Linked DNA regions of Mus musculus: region 2 is linked to region 1. The links are chromatin contacts, called in public HiChIP or PLAC-seq maps. All regions are on one chromosome and are shown on one strand. The core of a region is the stretch at or near the end of the contact, and the rest is flanking DNA. Distances in the headings are between cores, read along the strand shown.

Region 1 (3,089 bases), core at 430-2,929:
ATTTTGACTTACAGGAGAGAAATGTTTAAATTTCTATAAGCATAGCTATAAATACTTTGCTTTATTATTTTTGCCTTGTCATGCTTTATAAACTCCCTATACTCTCAAATTATGTAAATATATTCATCAAGTATTGCAGTATCTGTGAGCAAATGTATGTGTTCACACAGACAGAAGTTATTTTTAAAATCTTTTATTTCTACGTGTATGTGTGTATGTGTGTGTGTGTGTGTGTGTGTGTGTGTGTGTGTGCGCGCGCGCAGTGCCTTTAGAGACCAGAAGAGGGCATAAGACCCCAGGAAATTGGAGCTACAGGCAGTTGTGAGATGCATAAACGTGGGTGCTGGGGATTGAACCCAGGTCCTGGCAGGAGCAGAGTATTCTTACTGCTAAGCCATCACTTTAGCTCCTAATGCAGACGTTATTTGTGTATAAGGTTATAAACACTTGGTAATATTTTTCAAAGACCCAGAAATATCAGCTCTGGTATATTTTCTGATTTCCATTTATTTGTCTGTTTTATTGATCAATTACTTATTTACTTACTTTTTTACTTAGTCCTGAGTAGGTTGAAGCAAATTTCAAGTTATTTAACTACCTGTGGCCTTTCCAAGGCTTTCTTGGACTTGAATTCTATTATTAAAAAATTTCTGTAGAAATGGCATTTGTACCTCTCAGGCTGGGGCAATGGATCAGCAAGTAAGTACACACATGCTGCACACATGAGCACCTGAATGTGGAATTCCAGTAGCCGTGCAAAGGGCCAGGCACGGCTGCACAACTGTGACCCAAGCATTGGGGGATGAAGACACATGGGTCCTGAGAGCTCTGTGAAAGTAAGATGGAGAAGACACCAAACATCGCACTCTGGTCTCCACACGTGCATGGGTAGGTACACATGCACATTTGCACGCATGAACAACACACACATGCACACACACGCACACACACACACACACACACACATGCGCACCTCTCTTCAGGCTTTCTTTGGGCCCTCTTAGCCTCTTACTGTGGCATATCAATATGCCTTCAGGCGCCCTTTCAGTTTTGCACTTGTGGAGACCATGACTTGAGTCCTTAATTGGAATGATCCTTGTGGTCCCTCACCAGTCCTTACAGAGTGCTGCCCTGTCTCGAATGCCAGCTACCAACCTTGACTCCCACTTCCTTCCTCATGGATCTTGAGCAACTCACCTAATTCTCTCAAAATCTTGGTTTCCGAATCTGTAAAGTGGAACTAATAACAACCTTCCTTAGCTATTTCACAACATTATTGCAAGGATCAAATAAGATCAGGGCCATAAAAGTGCTTAGTAAGCTATAAATCAATACACAAACATAAGGTGTTATTATTTCCCTTTTATTTGGCATTGTAAAGGACAATGTGTGTGTGTGGTTGAAGCACTAAGAATCACGTCTTAGACCATAAACATCCCAGGTCATAAAGTGCAGCCCTTTCCATAGGTGAAGCCTCACAGTTGCTCTGTGCTATTTCTGCTCACACCCACTGTGACCCGCTCTGTCTTTGAGGGATTCACATTTTCTCTTGTGTAGTATTTCTTTACCACTTCTCTTTTCCCTCCCACTCTTTTCTTAGAAACCTGCTCAGCGACCTGGTTGAAGAGCATAGAGGCTGTGGTTAGCAGGCAGGACAGATAGAAGCCAGGAAACAAGGACTCATGAGAGGTCCACCTAGTCTGTGTGACCACACCTGAAACCGGATGCTAGAAGTGCAGAGAACAGATTATCCCGTCTGCAGAAAGCTGGCTAGAACAGAGAATGTCGCAAGTGAAACAAGCCACATTGGGGAGGACAGATCTGTTCTCTCCTCTATGGGGAATCGAGGGTGTTCTGTTTGCAGTTTCATTGATTTCTGTAGAGGATATCTATCTGTGCATTCACGAAAGTCAGAGATCAATTCGTATGAGTCAGCTTTCTCCTTCCCCGATGTGGGTCCCAGGGATCAAACGTAGGTAGTCAGGCTTGGAAGGCAACTTGTGCCTTTTCCCCAGTGAGCCATCTCTGAGCTTTAAGCTGTTGTTTTAAAGAACTGAAAGGACAGATTTAGGAGGAAAGAGACCTTTCCTACTAAGGAAGGGAAGGGACACAGCCAAAAGCAGTGGGGGAGGGCTTAAAACTAAAGTACATGGCACACACGCATATGAAAATATAATAATGGCCTCCTTCCCCTTTTTACCATAAATATACACCAATTTTAAAAACTTGGCTACTAGAGTCATGTGGAGGGACCATTCCAAGAGACAGACTGGTTCCAGCACACTTAAGTGAAGCTTGCTGCAGCCTTACCTGTGAGCGTAGGTAAACAGGCTGGAGAACGGGAATCTTCAGTCTCACTCTTCACTGAAGCCCAACTGTTTCATCTCTTCAAGTGAAAGAAGCTACACTAAATGTAAATGAACTGGAGTTTTGGTTCTGCCTCTGCAATAAACAACCCCTGACTGAAGGGTTTGGGCCCTGGCTTTTACTTTCCTCTTTTCTGCCTAAGGAAATTGAAGGAGGTAGACTTTGGGACTCCAACAGCCTTCCTCAGCATGGTTTATGGAAGAAGAAAAAAACATTTCCTAGCTCTGCAACTTTGAGCAAACTCTATAAGTTCTGTGAACCTTGCTCTTCTTCTCTAGAACGTGGGGCAAGAATCCATCTTATAAGACTGTCTGGAGATTTATTGATGAATGCCACGTAAGAGCTCTTGGGACTTAGGTGATGTCTCCATGGGTATAACATTAACCTTTCAAGTGTCATTTCGAATCCCACTTAAAGCTGGGCACAGTAACACACACCTGTATTGCAGTTCAGAGGGAGCTGGAGACAGGAGAGTCCACAAAAGCTAGCCTGGTGCATAAAACAGTGATCCACAGAGAGACAACTGTCTCCAACACGGTGGGAGGCACGGGCCAACATCTACATCTGCCCTCTGACCTCCACACATGCATGCACTCATGCACATGTGTGCACACACGCTTGCACACACACACACACACACACACACACACACACACACACACACAGCCCAGAGCAACTTCTCTGCCCGCCTTAGGTAGAATATTTATTTCCAGATTCTCATA
Region 2 (3,089 bases), core at 373-2,872, 310 kb before region 1:
CTGGAAAGAGAGGCCCATTGGACTTGCAAACTTTATATGCCCCAGTACAGGGGAATACCAGGGCCAAAAAGGGGGAGTGGGTGGGCAGGGGAGTGGGGGTGGGTGGATATGGGGGACTTTTGGTATAGCATTGGAAATGTAAATGAGTTAAATACCTAATAAAAAATGGAAAAAAAAAAAAAAAGAAAAAGAAAAAAAGAAGGAAAGAAGGAAAGAAGGAAGGAAGGAAGGAAAGGAAGGAAGGAAGGAAGGAAGGAAGAGAGAGAGAGAGAGAAAGAAAGAAAGAAAGAAAGAAAGAAAGGAAGGAAGGAAGGAAGGAAGGAAGGAAGGAAGGAAGAAAGAGAGAGAGAGAAAGAAAAAGAAAGATCGATCCTGAAAATTCAGGGGAACTCCTAGGAAAAAAACAAAGTGGAGGAGCTCCAGGCCAGAGGGTTGAGGTGGGAGGGTGGGTACCACTGAGCAGGCTGGGTGTGAACTGGAGTGTGAAGCCCCTGAATGTATGACTGTAAGATACCTATGAGGTTTCCCTGGAGGCAGAGCCTCTGCCCGCACCCTGCCCAGGCCTTGGTGGGTACACAGACTGGGCATTGCCCTCTCAGGACTGAAAGACGGCTGGGGTGATTTCACCTCTCTTTAGAGCGGTGCTTCTCAACCTTGCTGATGCTGTGGCCCTTGAATACAGTTCCCTCACACTGTGGTGACCCCCACCCATAAAATTATTTCCACCGCTACTTCCTAACTGTAGTTTTGCTCCTGTTGTGAATGGTAGCGTAAATATTTTTGGAGACAGAGGTTTGCCAAAGGGGCCGTGACCCACAGGTTGAGAACCGCGGCTCTACAAAGCGAGTAGGTTCTAATCAAGTGCTCCATCTGTCTGTCCTGGGCTTGCTTCTGAGGTGAGATCGGCTCAGGCAAGACAGGACCTTCCTACACCATGGGAGAAACCAAACCCACGTAATCAGTAGTAGTTCTGAGTACTTGTGGGCGCCAGAAAACCACTCTGGGGAGGGGAAGAGGCCTCGGAGGGGATCTGCACAGGAAGTGAAGAACCACACAGGCAATTGACTGTCACACAGAAGCAGTCTGGGCGGTGGCACGTTAGGGAAGGGAGACAAAAGGGTCCCTGTGGCAGCACCACGAGGCGGTGCAGATCAGAAGTTAGATGAATTAATTAGAGGCCCCGGTTTCTCTCCCTACTCTCTCACCCCATGCAGACCCAAGACCAGAGACTGTGAGACCTGGGTAGACCAGTCCTGGGGCTCTCTGCTGCAGCTCTTCCAGAAGGGACTACAGATGACTGTCACAGGGCCCTCCTCCATGGCAGAGTACTTTCTTGAGGTCTTGAGGGCCAAGAACCTTTTTTTGGGGGGTGGGGGTGGGGCGGGTTAGAGTCAGGGTTTCTCTGTGTAGCCCTGGCTGTTCTGAAACTCACTCTGTAGTCCAGGCTGACCTGCCTCTGCCTCCCAAGTGCTGGTATTAAAGGCGTGCATACTACTGCTGGCTGCCAAGAATCTTTTATTTTTATTGCAGCATTAGATTTCTTGGCAAGACTCCTTTGTCAAACACCCTCCAGTGGCACAGGTAGCACATGACAGTGGGGTCCCTCTCTGTCCCATTCGATGCAGCATCTCCAGGTCTTAATAAGCACTAGTGGCTGGCAAGCCCCGGTGCAGGAGTTCTTACAGCAAAGGAAGAAGAGAGGTGTGGAAAGCAAGCATTCTGTCATCACTAATTCACTGGACTCTTTCTGGATGGCCGCCTGGGTTCCTCTATGCTCTGCACATATCTCGTAACTCCCAGGTTTTCTCTGCACAAGACTGTGGTGGTGGTGGTGGTGGTGTGTGAGTGGTGACTTCAAAGACCATGTGGCCCATCCAGGAAACGAGAGAGAGAGAGAGAGAGAGAGAGAGAGAGAGAGAGAGAGAGAGAGAGAGAGAGGGGGGGGGGGGGCACGATACTAGTGGCTTTAAGCAGTAAGTGCAGCAAGCCAGGCTTCACCCAGCAGCTGGGGACTCGAGGACAATGGGGGGGGCAACAGCTGGGGGCTCGAGGACAATGGGGGACAGCGACTGGGGGCTCAAGGACAATGGGGGACAGCAGCCAGGGGCTCAAGAACAATGGGGGGAGCAGCAGCTGGGGGCTCTAGGGCAATGGGGGGCAGCAGCTGGGGGCTCAAGGAGAATTGGGGGACAGGGGAAGGTTTTGTTTTGTTGTAGTATATTCAAAGAAGACTCCTTAACCTTCAGGAAAAAAAAATTAGTGGCGAGAATCTCAAAGATTTCTGTGACTTATTAAAGAAACAGGCAGCTGAAGTGCATTTTAAGACAAAAAAATAAGCAGATTTTACATCAAACATTTTGTATCAAACTCAGCTTTTATATCAAATATATCAAGTATATAATATATACATACATACATATGAAATCATGATTACATATATAATCATGAAAGGTATTAAATCAAGTTCCAACTCTTAAGTACTGCAGTGCATTTCACACGAAATAGGTAGCTCTAAAACTGTTGAAGCAAAAGCTGCATTTAGTCCATGACTGAGAGCTGGCCCTGGGCACACTGTACTTCCGAGGGCCTTCTCCGTCATGGCTGGACATGCAAAGGTGGGGTAAACTATTCCTAAGCGATCAGCAATGAAAAGATCACATTTATAAAACAGGCGTGGTCTCCAGTGCCAGCAAACCACGGGTGGTGGTACATGCCGGTAATCCCAGCACTCAGATGGTGGAGGCAGGAGGATCAAAGTTCAAGGTCAACCTTGGCTACATAAGTGAGTTGGAGGTCTGCCTGTGCTACATGAGACCCTGTCTTAAAGAGATGAAACCAAGAAACGAACAGAAACAATACAAGGTGTGTATATGCAAGCTTCTTTCTAGGTTGTTCATCTATGAAGCCAGATGTATCCTGGGGCTGGGATTATAACCGAATCATCCCCTGTGAACTAAAGAACAAACCTAGGTGGCTGGCTCAGAAGACCGTTATTAGTAGCCACTCAGTTAGGTAGCCATCATCTGTGACTGTGTTACGTTTGGGTGTGATGCCACTGATGTCAAGAGGTGGTCCATGGAAGAAGCCAT

The links. HiChIP or PLAC-seq counts read pairs in DNA pulled down with a chosen protein or histone mark.
Region 2: a contact with region 1 is called in a BATF HiChIP or PLAC-seq map of CD8 T cells, with 7 read pairs. The contact joins two enhancer-like sites. A contact is called at or near these places in 3 of 15 datasets of contacts at CTCF or cohesin (the NIH/3T3 cell line, embryonic stem cells and large pre-B cells), 18 of 484 Hi-C or Micro-C datasets (Th1 cells, brown adipocytes, embryonic stem cells and 3 more), 12 of 115 datasets of contacts at active chromatin or transcription factors (the 230-238 cell line, CD8 T cells, the SCID.adh cell line and 6 more) and 1 of 9 other capture datasets (embryonic stem cells).

The regions. Positions count from the first base shown.
Region 1 is chr3:130,892,976-130,896,064 of GRCm38.p6, reverse strand. No RefSeq gene overlaps it. Among named protein-coding and RNA genes, the nearest start is that of Gm36520, 43 kb to the right of the region's middle. Within about 2 kb of position 1,679, at least 11 of the 459 cell types and tissues checked have an H3K27ac peak or open chromatin away from gene starts, as enhancers often do. A contact at or near this core is called in the 230-238 cell line, CD8 T cells, the SCID.adh cell line and 1 more, where this site is marked.
Region 2 is chr3:131,206,629-131,209,717 of GRCm38.p6, reverse strand. All of the region lies in intron 11 of Lef1 (lymphoid enhancer binding factor 1), which reads right to left. Among named protein-coding and RNA genes, the nearest start is that of Hadh, 64 kb to the left of the region's middle. Within about 2 kb of position 1,622, at least 77 of the 459 cell types and tissues checked have an H3K27ac peak or open chromatin away from gene starts, as enhancers often do. A contact at or near this core is called in the 230-238 cell line, CD8 T cells, the SCID.adh cell line and 1 more, where this site is marked.